2 separate regions of the Sus scrofa genome follow, and region 2 is linked to region 1. Evidence: chromatin contacts called from public Hi-C data. All regions are on one chromosome and are shown on one strand. Each heading gives the region's core, a stretch centred on a gene start, on an enhancer-like site or on the middle of the called end of the contact. The rest is flanking DNA. Distances are from core to core; before and after follow the strand shown.

What was found. A called contact is a pair of places that touch in the nucleus more often than the background predicts.
Region 2: a contact with region 1 is called in a Hi-C map of skeletal muscle, with 4 times the contacts expected there. The contact joins the promoter of ZC3H6 here to the promoter of SLC20A1 in region 1. A contact is called at or near these places in 1 of 5 promoter capture datasets (liver) and 2 of 47 Hi-C or Micro-C datasets (heart right ventricle and skeletal muscle).

Annotation. Positions count from the first base shown.
Region 1 is chr3:43,858,636-43,862,358 of Sscrofa11.1, reverse strand. SLC20A1 (sodium-dependent phosphate transporter 1) reads left to right here and starts at 1,812. Exons shown (of 11, transcript XM_021087023.1): 1 at 1,812-2,103; 2 at 2,568-3,175; 3 at 3,339-3,479. The coding sequence starts at 2,839.
Region 2 is chr3:44,146,925-44,150,647 of Sscrofa11.1, reverse strand. ZC3H6 (zinc finger CCCH domain-containing protein 6) reads left to right here and starts at 1,735. Exons shown (of 12, transcript XM_021087025.1): 1 at 1,735-2,199. The coding sequence starts at 2,168.

The DNA.
Region 1 (3,723 bases), core at 563-3,062:
TCCAGAGCCAGTTCTGCAGAATTCATTTGCGTTGCAAGGGGAATTTCCTGAATTTCTGCCCCAGCCTTCACCTCAACCCACTCCAAGGGGCCTGAACTGTGCTCTCATTTTGATGGCTATGCACCATGGCTGCGCCACCACCTCCAACAGAGGCTGTCCAACAAGCGGGTGCCAACTTAAAGGGCTAATACTACAGACTGGCAAAAGACTGCCAATGACCAGAATGAAAAAAAACACAAGTTGGGCAAAGCTCTAGGCAACTGTCTGATAAACAACTGCTTTGAAAATTACTGTTTTAAATGGCAGAACCCTAAGGACCTTTAACAGACCGGTCCTTAATTTTTTTTATAACCTTGAAATAAAGTAAAGGTGGAGGAAGGAGCACAACTGAAGGTGCCAGAATTACATTGAAATTGTGCTCCAGGATCAGTGCTCCCGGACATGTACTTTCTTTTTTTGGCCATGACCTTGGGACTTAGAGCTTTGTAAGTTACTCATATAACTCCACCAGATTTGCTAGGTAGGTCAGAGGATACTCAGGTGGAGGTTAAGCCTCCAAAGATGACCCATACACAGCAATGATTTACAACCTCTGTGTTCTCACTATTCAGTGCCCAGCTTCTAGAGACGGGAAAAGGTGGGGAGAGCTCCAGAACATTCTAAGCCTGGCTGTGTTTCTGGTTGGAATTCTTTAATCCCACCACAACCCTGACAAGAGAGCAGACCTTAATCTCCCTTGGCACGACTGCTTAGTCTTGATCTTAAGCAGAATAATGAAATATCCCCAAATGTGCAGAGCAAATCTTATTAATGTCAAAACTAGATTATATACCATGAAGAAAGGCCAAAAATCAACTTACTTGAAAATAGGAAAGCTTCCAGGAGGCAAAGAGAAAACCCCTCACATCCTTTTCTACATTCTAAAACAGGAATATTCACGGAAATGAGCATTCACTGAACACCTACAGAGATCTACTCACATTCACACACGTTAACTCATTTAATTCCCGCTACCAGGTAGGTACTGATTGTTAACAATTTACATTCCTGAGAGCAAAGTCAGAGAGATCTGAAGTCGCTCAAGGTGACACTTGCAGTAAGTAGGAGTAAGGATTTGAATCCGAAGCAGTAGCCTTCCCTCTCCCCGGGGCCACAGCCGCGGTGCAGAAAACGCAGGAGGTCTGCCACGGGGAAATTAATGATCCACAGCTACCCAGTGGCTCTGCGCCACAACTGGGAGACAACCTGGTTCTCGTGACTTCTCAGTCTTACGGTTTTCATCCAAGTGCATGACTGCGGGAGCAAGGGGACCACGTGAGCCCTCTCCCTCCCCCGGCGAGGGACAGTGCCTGTCCGGCCAAGGGCAAGTCACAGGTGCGACAACGTGCCAGGACTGGATCCGGAGCCCCAGGGCGCCAGCTCCCCTGCAGCGTCAACAGGAGGAAGGGAGGGAGGGAACTCGGCCAGGTGTGGCCTCCGGATGCTGCAGGTCACAAGTGCGCGGAAAGTGCTGCTAGAGGTGCGGCCTGCTCCGTAAAGCTCAGCTCGCGAGGCGGTAACTATAACCTTGGTCTTGTCCTCTATGACCCCCGCGGTGAGGGTCCCCCGCCGCCCCCATCACTAGCCTACAGGGCCAGACGGTGCCACGGCTCCAGGGCAAGGCCGCAGGGAGCGAGCTGGCCCTCCCCACGTGGACAGGCTCCCCTCTGGGGGCGTGGCCTCCGGCGCCAGACAGGCCAATGAGTGCCGCCGTCGGGATCCCCCAGAGGGGCACGCCGGGCTGGCGGGGGCTGCGTCAGCCCGAGGGCGGGGCTCCTGGGCCGGCGCGAGGCGCGGTGGGTCACGCGGGGCGCGGCGCGGGCTATAAGTAGAGGCCGGCAGCGTGCGCCGCTAGATGATGGCTGCCGGCGCGCGCAGCATGCTTCTTTTGCTCGGTTGCTGAGGCGCCCGCGGCTGTTTCCCGGGTGGGCCTCCACCCCCGCCGAGCTTTCCCCGAGCCTCCGGGCCCGGGCAGTGTGCTCGCCGACCGCAGGTACGTGTGTCCGAGGCTCTAGCCCGCCGCCTGGACCTCTCCGTCTCCCGCTCAGCTCCTCGTTTCCTCTGGTGAGTGGCGGTGCCGCCTTAGAAAGGCTCTTTCTTCTCCCCGGGGCCCGGCGCGGACGCTGCGGCGCGGGGTCAGCCGGCTGGGCTGGTACCAGTGGCGGGGTTCTGCTTGCGTCGCTGCCTGCCTCCCTCCCCCACCCCCCCCACCCCGCCCGGCGGCTCCGCCGCCCGCGGGCCTTTTTGGCGGTCCCCGGGCGGCGCGCGCGGGAACAGCCCTTTTCCGGTTTTCGCGCGGAGGGCGCGCGCGGGCTGGCGGCGCGGGGCCCGGCCCGGGCTGGGCGCGCGCGGGCCGAGGTGGTCCCGGCGCCACGTGCCCGCCGCCGGCTGGTCCTGTTCGGGGCGGGGTCAGCGGATTGCAGGCTGTGGGCACGGCAGGGCCCCCCCCAGCCTGCGTGAGCCCGCGTGGGGTGCGGAGCCAGCCCCCCAAGGACGCGCCGTTATTGTTACTTTCCCTCTTCTTCCAGGATGAACTTGCGTCCTTTCTCTTCTCCGCCATGGAATTCTGCTCCGTGCTTCTAGCCCTCCAGAGCCAAAGAAACCCCAGACAACAGATGCCCATACGCAGCGTATAGCAGTAACTCCCCAGCTCGGTTTCTGTGCCGTAGTTTACAGTATTTAATTTTATATAATATGTATTATTTATTAGAGCATTTTTGATACCTCATATTCTGTTTACACATCTCGAAAACCGCTCAGTAATTCTCTTGTTAAATTAAAGAACCACTACTCTAGAGAATGGCATCTACCGTGGCAACGCTGATCACCAGTACTATTGCTGCTTCTGGTCCATTGGTAGATTACCTATGGATGCTTATCCTGGGCTTCATCATTGCATTTGTCCTGGCCTTCTCCGTGGGAGCCAATGATGTAGCAAATTCTTTTGGTACGGCTGTGGGATCAGGTGTAGTGACCCTGAAGCAAGCCTGTATCCTAGCTAGTATCTTCGAAACAGTGGGCTCCGTCCTACTGGGGGCCAAAGTGAGCGAAACGATCCGGAAGGGCTTGATTGACGTGGAGATGTACAACGCGACCCAAGAGCTGCTGATGGCCGGCTCCGTCAGCGCGATGTTTGGTAAGTTCTTTTTCTGTATTGTCCTCTGAACGATGGCTGAGCACATTTCCTGTGGCGGGGTAGTTCTCTCCTTGTGCTCAGTCTTTCAGATTATTTTCTTAGGAATGCCCTGCGTACAAAATGTAATTTGGCAATTTTCTTCATAAAACTTGACCTGTTTCAGGTTCTGCTGTGTGGCAACTAGTGGCTTCGTTTTTGAAGCTTCCCATTTCTGGAACCCATTGTATTGTTGGTGCAACCATTGGTTTCTCCCTGGTGGCGAAAGGGCAGGAGGGTGTCAAGTGGTCTGAACTGATAAAAATTGGTATGTTTAATTCTAAGTGGTTTTTTATTCTTGTCATGTGACCATGGCATTGTGTTATGGGAGTATATGCTTTAAAATTGGAGGGATGGACTAAAGTAAATTTAAAGTGTGTTTTGGGGAAGTCTTTGGTGCAGCAGGTTAAGGAGCTGTTATTGTCACTATTGTGGTGTGGGTCCGATCCCTGGTCTGGGAACTTCTGCATGCCTAATGTCTCGGGCCCCCCAGAAAGTGTTGTTTGGTTCCT
Region 2 (3,723 bases), core at 486-2,985, 290 kb before region 1:
TAAGTGCAATAAGAGAACAGCCAACTGCTTACCTCAATGTCTTGGGAAGACTGCAGAGAAATGAACTCTCCTAATTAGTTACAGTAAGATCTAAGTAACATGGTTACAATAGAGACAAAGTACAGATTCTTGCAAAACTTCAAATGCAAATTATTGTTACTCTGGACAAAATATACCTGCTTTTGAAAGTTTCCTAGAAATGTAATGTATCCAAGTGTGGCAAGTGCCTGCAGAATTATTCATAGGTGTACAGCTCCTGTCAAGGGCTGCATTCAATTTAGAAAAAAATTGAATGCTGTTTTTCAATATACATATCCACATTTTTTTTTCTTTTTTTGCTATTTCTTTGGGGCCGCTCCCATGGCATATGGAGGTTCCCAGGCTAGGGGTCTCATCAGAGCTGTAGCCACCGGCCTACGCCAGAGCCACAGCAACGCGGGATCCGAGCCGCATCTGCAACCTACACCACAGTTCACAGCAACGCCAGATCATTAACCCGCTGAGCAAGGGCAGGGATCGAACCCTCAACCTCATTGTTCCTAGTCGGATTCGTTAACCACTGCGCCACGACGGGAACTCCAATATCCACATTTTTTTAATTTAAAATTTAATCTAGTTGCAATTGCTTCTAAACGTCCTGTGTCTATGCATCTACAAAATACATTTTCTCGAAAGTCAGATATTTGGGAGGATTAATTATTAATCCATCATGCTGATTTAAAAAAGGGACGTTGGAGTTCCCTTTGTGGCTCAGCAATTAACAAATCTGACTAGCATCCATGAAGATGCAGGTTTGATCCCTGGCCTCGCTCAGTAGGTTAAGGATCCGGTGTTGATGTGAGCTGTGGTGTAGGTCGCAGACACAGCTCAGATCTGGCGTTGCTGTGGCTGTGACGTAAGCTACAGCTCTGATTTGACCGCTAGCTTGGGAACCTCCATATGCCCAGGTTTTGGCCCTAAAAAGACAAAAAAAAAAAAAAAAAAAAAAAAAAAAGACATTCATTCAAAACTAAATGGGCCAAAATGTTGTCATTAAATTTTAGAAAAAAGATCACGTTTATAAGTGCAAAGAAATGTAATAGTTAGCTTTTATTTATAAAATATTCACATGTATTTTACATATAAAATGTAAATGTTTTTATGGAATAACTTAAAGCTCATATAATTCTTTTAGCAATTTTTCTTTCATTATTAATAACTGGGTAGATAAATTCAGTATTAAATATCAGAGTTACGTGCCAAGCTATTTTCCTCCAAACGTGATTCTGGGCATTAACCGTTACAGAAAACAAGATCCGCTACAACCTTGAAGGAGAAAGTACATTCCCCTACTATTTAAGCAACAAAGGTTTCTTTTTTTGTTTTTTGTTTTTTTTTGACTCTAGAGCCGTCTCACTGCTGTCCACATTTGCTAATGGCTTTGGGGGGGGGCCGTTTGTTTGGGTACGTCTGAAACCGCCCCCCCAATCTCTGGGAGGCGGCGTCTCGCAGGGAACACCGCGAGGCACCTCCGTAGGCGCGGAGGCACAGCGCGATCTCGCTGATCGCCTACCCCGCCCTAAACCACCCCCCGGCTCCGCCCGGCACAGCCTTCAGAGACTGCCTCCTCCGCCGCTTCACAGGAAAGCGTGGGAACCCGCCCCCGGGAGTGATGGACGGGCCTTCTCCTCCAATGGGAAGCGCGCTCGGCCCCGGCGGGCTGGGTAAGGGCCGCGGCACGCGGAGGAATCTCTTCTGCCCTTTAGTCCCGGGCTAGGTGTTGCGGCAGGCGCCATTTTATCGAGCCGCCGGTCTCGGGTGCCGCCATGTTGGTGAGGAGAAATCACCGTTACGGCCACTGTCCAAATCCCCGCGTCGGTGCACGCCGCCCGGCTGCTCCCAAGCCTCAGCCACCGGCGGCGAATAGAGACTAAAGCGGCAGCGCCGGCAGCGCGGGGCCGTGGCCCAGTGTTTGCAGTTAGAGCCCCACCTCTCTGGCGTGGTTGTTAATAGACTGGAAAGTCTGTGTCTGTGTCGCTCACTAGTAACCGTGAGTTTTTACCACTTCGTCACCTCTCGGCGGCGGCCGGGAGCAGGTACCCGCAGGCGGCGCAGGGAGCCTCCCCGCGCCCCGCCGCCGCCGGCCTCGCAGACCTGCCCTCCAGCCCCGCCCCGTTCTTGACCAAACATGACAGACTCTGAACATGCAGGGCACGACAGGTCGGGAACCCTTCTTGTCTGTCTTTCTGTCGGATGAGAGGAGGGGTCTGGGGCGGCGGGAGCGGGCCGGGGCCGCGCGCCTCCTGCATGACCTAGACGTCTCTGTGTGGCTCCATCCGTTCCATGACGTGCGCCCCGATGCAAAGCCCGGGCCCGCGGCCGCGGGGGAGGTCGGCCCGGCCGCGCCCGCCTCCCCGCGCGGGGTCCTTCCCGGCCGGCCCCGCCCCCGGCCGCACGTGCGAGCCCCGAGCCCCCCGCCTCTGGGCGGCTCTGTCGGCGCCGGGCGGCTTCCGCGGGCGGCTCGGGGCTGCGGTCCAGCCTGGGCTCGGAGGAAGCGGCTCCCGGTGCGGGGCCCGGCCCTCATGTCCCATGAGGACCCGCCAGGAATTTTCAGTAACTGGTGATTTGTTTGACTACTACCCTAGCACACTCCTAAGAATAAACATGCTTTGGGTTTGTTTTTGTTTTTGTTTGTTCTTTCTTAGGAAAATTTTAGGCAACCCCCAAAAGCCGTGTATTCGCACAGGCTTACCCCTAGCAATTTTGAAACGGCAAGTTTCAAATGTTACACAAAAGAGTTAGACTTTGCAGACCTTCGTGTACCACAGTTTTCTCCTAAAGTAAGGACTCCATGGATCATTCAGTCTAGCCCGGTTTTCTAAATACTATGTATCATTGGAAAATTTGAGATTCTGACTTTTTTATCTTTGCTATGCCTTAAGAGGCCCATTCTTAACTCCGTTTAATGATTTGGGCGTATTGACGTATTTTAAATAGCATAAATAGCATACTTAGGATTTGGTTAAAATTTTAATTTATAGTGCTAGCCATCTTAATCGTTAAAAAAAGAAAGGGTGGGCCTTCATTAAATTGCTGGGTCAAAATACATTGTATCTTATTCTTATTTAGAATGTTTAAAAATTCAGAACCTGTGCGTTACTCCCTTGCGAATGGAATTAATCAAAACATACCTTGTGCTCTAGGCTGTATACAAGTTGCTGGAGTTTTTACCTGTGCAGTAATGTGATCTGCTTTTGGTAAAGTATACAGAACACTTTTTTTTTTTTTTAAATCCAGAAGCAGATATAACAAACAGTACTAAAATTTGAAATGTTTTGGCACTTTTGGTACTGTAATAATAAATGTAGGTCTCTAGAAGACAAGTCAGTCAATTATATATGTAGTTTTTAGGAAATCAAAATGCTCTTTAAAAAAATTATAGGTGCATAAGCTTGCACTTAACACATTTTTCATGATTGTTTTACATTATCCTGTCCTTAAAATGAGAAAGTTCTTGGAACGGGTTAACTAATATCTTAAGAAGTTCCCTACTCTGAGTATTTGCGGACAAACCAATGATGGGGTTTTGCTCTTGAAGCCTAAGATTCACTTTTTGTGTAGAAGAAGGAAATCTGTTCTCTGTAGCAGAGTAACTTCAATAAGAATTATTCTACATAAGGAAGAAACTATGTTGCCAAATTCAGATATTGAATTAATTTTGCTAATAAAGAATTCTGATGCCAG